Regions from separate parts of the Acanthopagrus latus genome. Here region 2 is linked to region 1. Evidence: chromatin contacts called from public Hi-C data. All regions are on one chromosome and are shown on one strand. The core of a region is the stretch at or near the end of the contact, and the rest is flanking DNA. Distances in the headings are between cores, read along the strand shown.

What was found. Hi-C and Micro-C count contacts between places; a contact is called where the count stands out from the background.
Region 2: a Hi-C map of muscle shows a contact between it and region 1, with 3 times the contacts expected there. The contact joins the promoter of fosl2 here to the promoter of supt7l in region 1. A contact is called at or near these places in 2 of 4 Hi-C or Micro-C datasets (liver and muscle).

What each region holds. Positions count from the first base shown.
Region 1 is chr16:23,306,716-23,313,472 of fAcaLat1.1, reverse strand. It overlaps supt7l (STAGA complex 65 subunit gamma), which reads left to right and starts at 3,658. Exons shown (of 6, transcript XM_037071080.1): 1 at 3,658-3,835; 2 at 4,181-4,236; 3 at 5,405-5,859; 4 at 6,028-6,352. The coding sequence starts at 3,802.
Region 2 is chr16:23,506,756-23,513,512 of fAcaLat1.1, reverse strand. It overlaps fosl2 (fos-related antigen 2), which reads right to left and starts at 2,630. Exons shown (of 4, transcript XM_037071221.1): 1 at 1,922-2,630. The coding sequence starts at 2,050.

The DNA of each region.
Region 1 (6,757 bases), core at 2,409-4,908:
CACTTCACCAGTTTTGTACTTGTCGTCTATATCATCAAAATGGAAATGAGCCGATATTTAAGGACTTTGGGTATTTGTTTAAATAACATTCTCAGGTATTCTTGAGCAACCAGCGATTGTAGCACCATCTCGAACCTCGGCTGCAGTGATGGCATCTGTGCAGGCCGTGTGAGTTCAACCAGCTTGCGCAGCCTCTGGGCATCTTTGCGCAAATCAGCTACATGCACATGAAGCTTCCTGCGCTCCACGGCATCCATCGCTGCCTCACTTCTCACTGCAGTCATAAAGGCATCCAGCGGGTCCTCAGTAGAAGAGTCGGAGGAGTCTGAGATGAAAGGGAAGAAACATACAATAACAAAGAGCACATCTATAGAGTATAGAGTATCTATAGGTAGTGTGGCATCTGACTACACACAGGCGATCATGACTCACTTCCCCTATTAGCACTGAGCTTCTTTTGTGTCTCTGCCAGCTCCTTCTCCACCTCTGACAGTTTGGCCACCTACATGAAAATCAAATACATGAATGTTACCACAGAAGCATAAATACACCGCGCAGAATGGAGTTGTTTCCAAAGCCACATGAAGTTGATTCTCATATTATTTTCAGAACACAGAGCAGTTGCACTTTTTTTTTTTTTTTTTTACAGAGAGGACACATGGGCACCTCTTGTGAGATTTATGAGACTGTGGCTACCACAGGGGAGCAAGCTAAAGCTAAAGCTAAATCTAAAGGTTGTCAATTCACCAGTCAAATTACATTTGCAACAGAAGGTGAAATCTTCTGAGTTTGGCGATTGCCCTGTTGTTTCTTCTGGCGTCACCACAGTTTGACATTTGTGATTGTGGATGAAATGTCCCAGAAAACTACTGAATGGACTTCCATGAAATCTTCAATTACTGCCATCACCAGGGCAAGTCTGGTTTATGACAAGACAATGACTTTACCATCAGCATCTGCTGTATTTTGGTTTAGTGTTGATTTGAAGATGTTAGCATGCCAACATGCTTAAATAAGAAAATGGTCACTCTCTACCATGTAACATGCTGATTTTAGAGTTTAGCTGAGGGTACAGTCTCACTAGCATGGTTGTAGACTCTTGAGTCTTGTTTATCATTAGATATCATTACACAGATGATGTGTGCAGTTTCAATCATGCTAAACACAAAGTATAAATACGACAAACATGATTCATATAAGGTGGTATTGCATATCAAATGAATATCTGAAAGGGTTTCAATATTCATTACCTCATTAAGACCAACTAACACAAAATTAGCGATGTGCCAACAGGACAACCTCTGTCAACAATTATGAGAGGTTGGTGACAGTTCATGTTTCAAGATCACTTCAAACAAGGTGGCTCAGTAAACTGTGTTGATAAATGTGAGGTCATGTCTTGTTGCTGTTATTTGCAATTGTCAAAGCTAATCCCCCTCAGAGCTATCAGGCCTGAGATAACTCAGATGGCAGATTTCAGTGGAGAGAAAATACTTGACTATGGTCAAAGGTAAATTAACTTTGACGCGTTTGTCCTTAACACATAGTACACAAGCCTTGTTAAATGTATCTTTTTATAACAATCAGAAATGTTATGCAATGCAATCTTGAGTCAATTTTTCCCTGTGCTACCAATGGCGTTGAATATCAATATTTTTCAGGGCATTATATAAAGTTAGAAATTCCAGCAGAGACAAAAGCAGATTTTTACCAATGATTCGTAGGTTTCAGGCCGCTCCTCAATCTTTCCTGCCTTTTTCATTCTCTCCTGCCTCTTCTTCTCCACAGTGCCGGTTCGATCCAGGAAGGTGTCATCGTCACTGTCGTAGTAGTCCTCATCTTCCCAGTTCTTCTTCTTGCGCTTGCGTGACACTGAGACGTATGACAGGAAAAACTATCACTGCAGTAGTCCTAACAACAAGCTACAACATCTCCAGATAGTGGGATCATAATTCACACCTGCTTCCTGGCGCAGCAGCCCCCTGGCTTCCAACATTCGGCAAGCCTCCAGGCAGCACTGGATGGCTGCGTCTTTCTTCTTTCCTGTGTGTGTCACCTCAGCAACCAGCTGCCGCCCCATGGCATCGTCTACAGGAAGCCTGACAGAAACATCGGCATCAACTGTGTGACTGTGAAACTTCTTTTGTAATCTTTAAAATCCTAATACCAGGGGTTTCATGTCACTTACTTTATTCTACAGAGCCAGCTGCCATGGCTTTTATCCTCATACTCAAACTCCAGCTCCTCACCTAAAATAAAGGATGTCAAAGTTAAGGTCAAGAAATTAAATTGACATAAGAACACAACAATAACGACAGAGGAACTAGACATCTGTGGATTAAAACAGCCTTCACACCTTCCCGGTCATAGAAGCCCTGCAAAGCCTTCTTTGGGTCTTTCAGGTAGGCAGCTTCCTGGTCCTCTTGGAACTCGGTTGAAAAAGGGTTTTCCTCATTTTCATCTTCCTCTGGAACAGCCTCCTCAGCTGGAAGGGGATTTAAGACGAGAGATTAAATGAAAGCAAAGGAGAGAACAGAAGGATTAATGTGCGTCCGTAGTTACTAGCCTTCAGAGAAAGTTGACACCGACACACTCAGCACTAAGTCAACACAGATAACATGTAACATGCTGTAGCATAATCCTCCAACCAGCTCACCAATTCCCCAGGAACAGCCTGAGTCTTCATTTGACAGTTTGCTCCTGCTCTTGTTGCCTTCCCCTTCCCTGCCTTGCTCCTTCTCCTCCTCCTCCTCGTTCTCATCGTCGTCATCAGAACCATCTCCCATCATCCTCCTCTCCAGCTCTGCCTTCTGTTTTCGGGTTCGCTCCCTCAGCTCTGTCACTGTTAGATCAGACTCCTCCTCCTCATCAAACTCTGGGCCCTGTGGAACGAGGAATGGGGAAAGGTGATGAAAACTATTAAGTACTTTATTAACTAATTCTGTCTCTCTGAAACAGCATGTACAGCAAATCATTTTAATAAATAATACACATCAAGTTTATATTAGGTCCAATGTCTGTCAGATGACATATTATTTTGTTAAATTATGATGAAGCATATGTTCAAACAAAAAACACAACCTCTCTAGGACTCAATATTTGTTTCTCTTGAACTTGTGTATACATTTTATCTTTGCGTATGCAGTAACATTTTTATAAGTTCGCTGCCTGTAGTTTAAGAACATCTGCAGGTAACACAAGTTAAAATGTAGTAAGCAGGGATGGATGGTTCCAATTAACCGTTATAATAAGCTGTTATAAAGCTGGACTTTTCCCCTCCTCTTCGAACCCCTTTGGAACACGTGTTACATATTTCAGTCATGTTGTCTTCCTCTGAAAGTCTAACAATACAAAAAAAAAGAAACGTCCCAAAGAAATAAAATTGCCCTAAATTACCAGCCCTGTTTAGCGGCTAGATTTCGGCGATATCTGCAGGTATATCGAATAACAGCCGATGATATACATTTCCCAATATCTGGTCAGTAATCACCGTGCATCCCTCTTCCTGCTCTGATGTGCACCGATGAAAACAGTCCTGTTCTCCTCAGTGTCCTCATCAGTCCAGTTACTGCTCATAAACCATCGTCAGTTACCTGCAGGATAAAAAGCCTCGTGCTCCCACCAAACTTCAAGACATGTCCCACACGCAGTCTGATGTAGGTCTTCGGCGGGATCTTGTTCTTGTTCACCACGGTGCCGTGCGTGCTGCCCAGGTCGTGGATGTAAAACCCCGCGTCCTCTCCGACAGACTGTCCCTCTCCAGCGTGTCCGCGGTACTGAATCACTGCGTGGTACCTGGAGATGGAGGGGTGCTCCAAGGAGACGTCGCACACAGGTAAACGTCCGACCACGAAATAGCTGCTCTGTGTGAGGGGCACCGTGTCCACTATGGTGCCGTTTTTAAGAATTTCCAGGGCATAGGGGGTATTTGGGGCTTTGCCGCCCCAGGGAGGCTCTGTGTACGGGATAGGGGGGAATTTACCAGCCGGGGGCCCTTTAGAAGGAAGCACCCTGGTGGGCTTAGCTTCTGGCTTGGCTTTGACAGGAGCCACATGCTTGACTTTGGCGTCCTTTGGGTCCTCTTCTTTGCCTTTTTCCGTGGTTTTGTTTTCATCTACAGGAACTGAAGAATTCTCTCTGATAGTGTCTGAGACTTCAGCTTTGTTGTTTTCTGTCACAGGTTTTGTTTCGGCTGCTGGTGCTTTGGACGGAGCAGCGACGTTGCTGCGCTTGCTGGTGAGTGACGGTGCGGCGAAAAGAGTCGGTTTCTTAAAAGTGTCCTCTGTTTGTGGTTCCGTGTTGTGTACGTCCTTGTTTTTAAGTTCACCTCCATTCTCAGCGGCCGAACACTCGTCCGTTTCCATCGCAGAATTCAATTCTTCATCAGTATTTTTGACACACAGGTCTGACGTTGGGGAGGTGGCCATGTTTATTGGGTGTGACTCTGAATTTCGTCCGGGTTTTCTAAGCCTCGATGAAAACTCACTCAAACAGTTAATAAAGAATATGAACCACAAATACAAGTATATGAAAACTGATTGAAACCGGACTACACGGCGTGTTTATAGATTTCATAACTGTGTCACACTCTAAATAAATGGTTTGTCTCGGAACTACTTTGTTCAGAAGGTGTTCGCCCGTTTTTTTTTGCGACACGGACGAGAAAGCGTGTTTCCTGTGCAACTTCCTTCGGAGATGTTTCAATTATCAACAGACGTTTCACCTAACTCTGTATAATGTGAGTCACAGTCGAATTATTATTATACAGATAATTTGAGTAGCCTAACATGCATGCTGTGTACCTTGCAGTCTTACTTGTTGCTGAGTCGTTGCTTTCCACGAGTTCTTTTCTTATGCGCTCTCCCTTGCGCGCTCCTGCAGCGTACCAAACATCATTCAGACATCTGACATCATGACTTCATAGCTTACACAAATCATTGATATTTACCCCCCAAATCGAGGGGTTAATTCATTAATTCATTAATCACAGCGAGTTCTGTTTTTTAAAAAAACTTTTTTAACCATTCAAATCGCATCACTTGCTATTCCCACAGGCTAAAGGCAGTGTGATCCGATTATAATGTCTACTATTTTCTTTAAAACATGGTACTTGTTAGTCAGATGTGTGCCGATATGATCACAAGACACGTACGACGTTGTAACAGGTGCTCTGGCGTTGTAAGGGTTGTGCATGTTTGTCACTGTGCATTTGGTCATTAACAAATAAATGGCGTAGTTTTCATCAGCACTCACAGCTTAGTTGCCACTCTGTATCAACAAAAAAATCGCCCTTTTTAAACTATTTTGAACATGTAAATAGAGTTTTCTTTTTAATTCGATGTTGTTTATACCCACTTCATCCTTGATTATGATGGTCACTCCAGCCTCCTCTCCACTTTTCCAGTTTTTCAGATCCCTCATCATGATGCGTTACTGGGGTGAGATCCCTGGACCTGCAGGCGCCCCTCCCAGCCGCAGCTCCTTTGACTTGCTCCAGCGTGAGTTTCGCTCAGTGGAAATGCAGGACCCTCCCCTGCACCAGCCCTCAGCCCAGCGTCCGAGGCCCACCACAATGCTGGACATCCCCTCAGAGCCTTGCAGCCTAACCATTCACACAGTGCAGCTGTGTCAGCATACCCGCCGCCTCCGTGGTCTCCTGGCAGCAGCCCAAGCGCAGGCTCAGGGTCAAAGCTCTGCATCCTCCGAGGGTGGCAGCAGGCTGGAGGAGGCTGATACCAGCCTGCCTCTGCGTCCTCCCACCCCACCTGTCATGCCAGATGACCTGCTACCTGTGGACAGCAAAGCCCCGCGGCAGCCCTTCCAGCTCCGCCACAGTGACCCCGAAAGTGACTTTTATAAGTAAGTTAATCTCACCTGAGCCAAGATACTGCACTCCTTTCTTTGATTTGAATATTTTACACAGCCACTAAAGCATCTCAATTTCAAATTTTAACGTTTAGGTATTGAATATGAATCAAATAAAGCAACCGGTCAACATTTCTCTTCTTTCATCTCCTGTGTCGTAAGGGGTAAAGGCGAGCCTGTTACAGAGCTGAGTTGGCCCTCCTGCAGGCAGCTCCTTTATCAGTCAGTGGCCACCGTCTTGGCCCATGCTGGCTTTGAGTCAGCCCAGGAGAGTGTGCTGGAGACCCTGACTGATCTGGTACACGAGCATTACATGCGTGTCACCCGCCTGCTGCGAGTGGCGGTGGACCGGGAGGCTCGGCTCGGAGCCAGTCCCTTTCCAGACGTAGTGGAGCAAGTGTTCCATGAGGTGGGCATCGGCAGTGTGCTGGCCCTGCAGCGCTTCTGGCAAGTGCGGATCAAGGACTATCACAGCTACATGCTGCAGGTGAGGCTGGAGTGAGTCGTAACTGATCATAAGGTATCTGTCAACCATCCAAGATTTGGTCATGTATGTACACTTTGAGAAGGAATTTTATCTATATTGCCCATTTCTGTTTATTTAGAGAGCTCAACCAAACACTGAACACTCTCTTGTTCCAACTTCTCCAATGTGAGGATCTAATACTTTTCCTCAGACATTTTTTATTCTTGTTACTTGAAATTGAATATCTTTGGGTTCTGGCTGCACAAAATACAACGGAAGACAACGTTTCCGGCAGCATTTTGTAGCAGAGATACCCCACCTTGTTTGAAATAAAGAGCGCTCCAACGAAATTAAGAAAAAAAACAATGATTACATTTTTATGAAATAATATAATAATAATTAGGCTTATTGAATGTCAAGTGTGTA
Region 2 (6,757 bases), core at 1,381-3,880, 200 kb before region 1:
GGATCCTTTCTTTCAAGTTCCTCCAGTTATGATGCATAAATATCTACAGTGGACATGCATGTGTGACTGTGTAATTATAATGTCCTGTATGAGAACCGACGTCAGATCAGCATTACTTTATGTCTCTGGAGTCCACAAACAGACGAGCTGCCTGCCTCCTGTGTGCGTAATTTACGCACGTCCCCATCTCCCCGTTATTCCCGACTTTCCGTCGGATATCCCGGCAGTCTATTGGAACTTTGTTTATCTGGTGAGTCATTGTGTATGGGATTTGTTAAGCACATGTGAAACGCGGTCAATTCCAGTAAAGGGGGAAACAGCCCGGCTGTAACGAGCCAGACACTTCGCCAGAATTGTTATTTCTGGCGAACTTGGCTGCGTTAAAAATCTAGTTTACTGAAAGAATGTGAATGCAACGGAGTGCGAATGGCAAACACTGAGTCACATAGGAGCCCCGGTGAAACAGATAAAACTTGGTCTGACAAAATTCTATTGGCCTGCCTTGTTGTGTTACGTCTCAATAAACCGAACAAAGAAGTCGTGTTCCAGCCCGCTGTAATGGGAAACAGACAGCCAGTGTGTGATTACAGGGAAGCAGAGCAATGATAGATACTGGCCAAAAGTCGTTTACCGTCATGTTGCGTGAGCCTGACGACGCTTTTCCACAGAATTGCTGTGTACGCAACACTTGGCTGCGGGTAAACAACATGTCTCTTCCCGGATTTATCTCCTTTTATTTGCGAATATGTTGGCACGGCGTCTTCCTGGCGGTGTACCGGCACGCCTGGAGTGTATGTGGGGTATGTCTCACTAAAACCTGTGATCAAATCTTGGAGACTTGTGTTTTTCAAAAGTCTCTCGGAGCACCGAGGTTTCTTTCCCCCTTTTTTTTTTCTTCTAGTTATTGGCTATCCTGCGCTCCCGGCCCCGCTCCCGCCTGAGAGAAATCCGACTACAATCTAAACATTAACAGGTCGTTTGTAATGATTCAGTGCAAACTTTAAGTGGAAAAAAATATATATATATAGATATTTAAATTTTTTTCTTTTTTTTTTTTTTCTTCTTCCAACGGCTCGTGTCTTTCGTGCACTCCGAACAGACTGAACTGGTGCCCAGTAACAATGAGAACATTTCCTGACCCTTGTGTTAATGCCCGTATTACACCGTACATGCCTGTTGCTTCTCCACTGTGTATTTTATCTCTACTCAATTTATGCTAGACTGTCGCGATGTGTTTATAGCGAACGAGGGTGTGTTATAAATGTCTTCCAAAGAATGTATCGTGCTTATAACACGTAAAGTGCGTCTTTAGTACGACGCGAAAGCGTAAATACTCCCAAATATTATATTTTACGCACAGATAAGTAATTTGGAATTCTAATGTGTCCCATTTCTGTTTCAGAAAACAGAAAACAAATCACCGTACATCTGCCTTCTGAACCTATAGGCTTAGAGCTTTTGTTTTAGCATAAGGACCAACTGAGGAACGATGCTTATTTTACATTTATATGATCAAACTCCCCATGCGCATCAGGTAAATGTGATATTCAGTTAAAAGTTGGCTGCATCATTCGATGGCGTTTTCATGACCCATGACAGAATTCAAATGGTATGAGTCCAGAGTACTTGTGCATGGATCGAGTGTTTGCTTCTGAGTCACTCGGTGCAATTTGTGTCATTAGGTTTATCGTGTTTTTTTTTTTTTTTTTTGCCCAAGCGACATGGAGAATTCCTAAATCCCTGTTAACGAGTGGAGCCTGTAACATGGCAAAAGATTAATAATATTAATATTAATAATCTATAGCACCAAAAAAAAACTGCAATTCTAAGAGGTTGTGCACATGAAATAGAATCAAGACGGATACGTATGGGTGCATTATTTACAGATAATGTGGCAACAGCCGGTGTTTCCTGGTGTTACCTGGTAGCTTGAGGTAGAGATCGGACTTCCGATCGTGCTGCTGCCGCTTGTGAAGGACTCTGGCTGGGCCGGAGAGGTGCTGCTTCCGCGGGACGAGGTGTCGTAGTTCCCGGCGTAGTCCTGGTACATGATCCAGGAAAAAGGAAGATTTCAGTAGACGGTTTGGGCTCTGAACCCCCGTTTTGCTTCTTAAATCCTCGCAATGAAAAGGCACCAACAGGAACAAAAATCCTCTGACTCGAGACGTCGTTAATTTGGGATATCCAGAGAAGAGTTGGCAAAGACAGCGTGCAATTATGCTCCTCTAAACTAACCTAAAACACCTCACAGATCTCACCAGTTACAATAAATAGGCTATTTTGTTAAGTGTTATCCCTGCGCGTAAAGGCTGTTTCTTATCGTGCCTTTAATATTGTTGCACAACAGGTAGACCTACACTACGCTATTAAAGATCCTCTCAGGTGCGCAAACTTCACCCTAAAGTCAGCAGCACACCTTCAGCAGTCAAATCCAGTTGAGACCAGTGAACCTGTAGTTAGAGAGTGACTCACGCAGGTTAACGTTCGCTTTAAAACCTATTGCCTGCTCAATCTCAATATTTTCCGTCGCCTTACCCAGTACTCACTCTATCTGAGCTCTCTGCTGTTCACGGAACAGTTCTAACTTTTTTTTTTTTTCTTTTTCCTTTTTACCACACTTCCTAGAGATGACTCACTTCAATGGCACTATGAAGAACTGCAACGGCTTTTCAACACCAACGAAACAGCCTACGTCACGCCAGGGCGTTGCGACTTCATGCAGGGAGGGGTCGTTTCTGGATAAGGCAGTGAGAAAGAAGGATCCGCTGTGACCATGCTTCGCCCAGCGGACAGTGGATATATAATCGAGAAGCAGCGATTCAGTTGAAGTGTCTCAAATATGTGTGGATGGATTTATTTTTTGATACGGACGTCAGTGCCTGCTGTGGAGTTCACTATTTGTCTGACTTGCTTTGGTCCATTGACGCATGTTTCCTAAAATGGGCAGTTGCGTCAGAGAGCGCGTGTGGGTTTCCTTGGTAAAGGAAGCGTCAGACACTGGAGGGATTCCCTCCCCTCGCGCACTGCACTCCGGACTCGGAGCTCTCGGCGCGCGGGTCCCGGTCCGGTGGCTCATCAGTGCGAGAAAACGAAGATATTAAAAGTCTCAGACGAAAAGATAAAGATCACATGAACGCACGCTGGTTTAAAAAAAAAAAAAAAATGCGCTCCATACGTGCGCGCTCTCAGAGGGAGAGAGTGTAGAACAGCAAAAAGCATCTCCTGAGTGTTCTGTCCCCGAATGTATTCGATGTCCGCCTAAAGCCCAGAATGCCTGAAATGTACTGACAGTGGGGAGAGAACACGCGCGTGTAATATGACCGTTATTTCCACTGCCTGAACACACGCGCGCTCAGCATCCACCGGCTTTCACAGCATCCCTGTTCATAAAGACTACTTTAAATGATTGGACATGCGACTGAGTCTTTGTGTTATTTGGCGGAGACACATTGTGCGCATTTTTTTCGAGAGGTGGCACAGAACACATCATGATGCATTTGGTCAAATAGACGTGGCCCACTGGTTAGGTCTACACAACAGTGCAGCACGGCTGCTTCAAAGGATTCTCGGTGAAAAGTGGGCTAATTGTAATTCGGACGCACCTCATAAACAAGGGCACAGCGCCCAGAATGTGACACGTTACACGAAATGAAATGGCGTATTAAGTATAATCCAATCAGCCACGGTTCCTATTTTAATCTGCATCGCCACAACTGGTTCTGATGAGCTCTCTTAAAGCTGTTTGCCGCGCGTATCTTTGCCAGAACGAGTAGCGCTCGTGAAAAAAAAAAAAAAAAAAAAAAAAGTTTCAGCTGCAGTGTTCAGTCGGGGGAAGTTGCGTCGAGGGAAAATGATGTGCAGGGGGTTTTCTGAGGTGACCACTCGCCGCGGAGGGACTGACTTCATGCGCTTGCTCATAATGCGAACACGTCAATTACACTGTAGTTAATCGAGCCCTCCAGCATGTCACCCTTTCCGAAGTTACCGGGTGTCATTTTCGCTGCAGTACCTTTTGACCTGCACGGTGATCTGTGACTCCCTTTGTGGAGGAAACGCTCCTCCTCAGTCCCTCACACTCACTTCGGTCACGGGAAGTGGCGAGAAAAAGCGCGCAGATGTTCAATAAATCTTTCTTTGAATGATATTAATTAATGATAAATGTTTATCATCCGCTCGCGACACCGCTTTTGAACGGTAACGGTGTTGCTAAGCGACACACTTTCTGCTAAATTGCTCGAGGAAATCTAATCTGCCATAGTCCTATAATTAATGCAGTAATATCATTTGAGATGCACCCATCGGCGTCAATTTGGGGAACGCAAGGTATGGCGCGGTGACAGGTTCTGTTCTTATATGAGTCCAATTTGGATATTTAAGTACATAATGAGATACCACGCAAGAAACTGGAATACACAACAAACGTTATGAGATGCCTGTCAGTCAGACATTATCGCTCCAGTTTGTGATTAGCTTCATGGATGTCGATGCTAATTAAAAGATTCGGCGACTTTAAAAAGTTGAGTGCCTCAGCACTGCAGCGCGGGAGCTCTAGTAGGTCAGGTCAGGACACGGCTATAGGCCGAGGCGGTAGGTGTGCGCACTGAGGCGGCTGATCCGCAGGTCGTGCGCCACTGACGCGTCGGTGTGCCTCCATCACACATCATAAGGAATCAGCTCCATATAGAACATCTCATCGGCCTGCCGTCTACACGGGTATTATGGTCACTGACAGACAATAAGCCAGAGGCTTACCTGGCCGCAGCCGACGTGTTGCAGGTGCTCGTGACGCAAGAGGGTTGATGGCCCTAATGCTGCCTTCAAGTACCCTAAATCCGAAAGGGAGCTTGTAAATACATAGCAGTTTGGCCAATTGTTTCAGGTCAATAGTAACACAAAACATCATTAGGTTAGAGTAAATATATCATGTATTACTTTGATAAAAGCTAAAGCCACCTATACTAATAGTACTTGAGTAAAATGTTTAAAGTGATACTGATATTACATGTACTTAAGTGTCAGTAGCAATTTTATCAAGCAATTGTACTTGAGTATCAAAAGTAAAGATAAATTGTACATTTATATGTATGTATACTGTAGACTATGTGTCAACTTTGGCTCTGTCGCAGCATGTTATCTGCAGAGTAACTAGTAACTGAAGTTACTAAAGTTATTTACAAGTACAATCTAAGGGAACTTGTACTTTACCTGCGTATCTCCATTTTATGCTACATTATGATTTTTCTACACTGATTTTTTATGGCTAATCGTATGCTTTACTCCACTGCTTTTCTTACACAGTTATAATACTTAAGTTTGCAGCTTTTCTGTATGATGAGTTGATAAAACATAAAGCCACCCCAATCCACCTCTGCCAACCACAGCATTATAATGTTGAACACACACATTCAGGATTCAGTATTAATAGATAATAATCCCATAATATAATATAGATTAACCCTTACTGGGGTTACTGTTCTGCATTATGAGTAAATTTAATATTTTGTGCATTTTGCCAATGATTCACAGACACCTTTTCTGAAATAACTTGCATACAGGCCTTTTACATGTAATGGGGTGTTTTTACATTGAGGTATCACTTTTTTCTACTCAATTGTAGGATCCAAATGTTTATTTCATAACTGCCTGTTCGCTTATCATCATTGATATAATTGTAAAAATGTGATCTTGGGTGTAAATCTGTAAAAGGCACCTGAGCCTCAGACACCTCTGACATTATGCAGTGTGATGTGTTATCATTCGTCCCTTTTGATTCAATTTAGGCCAGTCTCCAATTTTTTCTTAAGAATTCAATAGATTCATACGGACTGTAAGCTGGCGCAAACATCATGACATCACTGAGCTACTGTATTGCTAAATAATTATCAGGAAAACAGCTCAGCGGCACAGAGAGGAAGAGGCTGTTTCATCTGAATTCCAGCTTTTCCTCAAGTCAGCAGAATTCACAGTGATCATTGTGATTGGTGTCTCTACAGGCATTTTTTTTTTTGCCCTTGCCTTCCTTTGTTTTCTCCTGTTATAGTGTCACTCAGCTGTCTTGTCGTAATACCCTAACCTAGATAATAGCTCAACATGATCAGCATGGCTAATCTCGCAGCTCAGGTTCTCCTCACACGCAGACACCAAAGTGCTGACTAGGAGCATAGTGAGTGGGTTAAAGAACCATCAGTGTGACTGACAGCGGGATTTATTAGCATACTAGCAGCTAATACAGTCAATATACTGTTTTATGATGCAATGCTGCAAAATAGCACCTCAGCACATGATTCAGGAAGCCTGGTAGACCTGCGAGTGAACCACATGGATTTACAGGTCGGCAAATTTCATAATTAAAAGGTGATAATTGATCACTGAGTAACTTATTTGAACTTTCTTTAAAACTACCTCCAGATTAGTAAAATATTTGCCTCCAAATGTATTGAAAATCACCCCAACATGATCTCATTACACCATGCCGGGATTTTTCCAATACGGTATCAATGAATAGCTGCTAATTTCTTTCATATAATTACAGGTAATCTCAAACTGGATTCTGCTTAACTTCCACTATGTTATTATTTGTATTGTCTCAAAATATTCCTTTTTTTAAAAGTGACATTTAAACATGTTGCATGCAGTGAAGACATTAATATTAGACCTCATTAAGCAAGCACAGAATGAGACTCAAATGGGAAATTGGTTACTGGACTTTTCTTGATTACAAAGTTGTATTTGTCTGCAATTCTCAATTTCTTTGTGG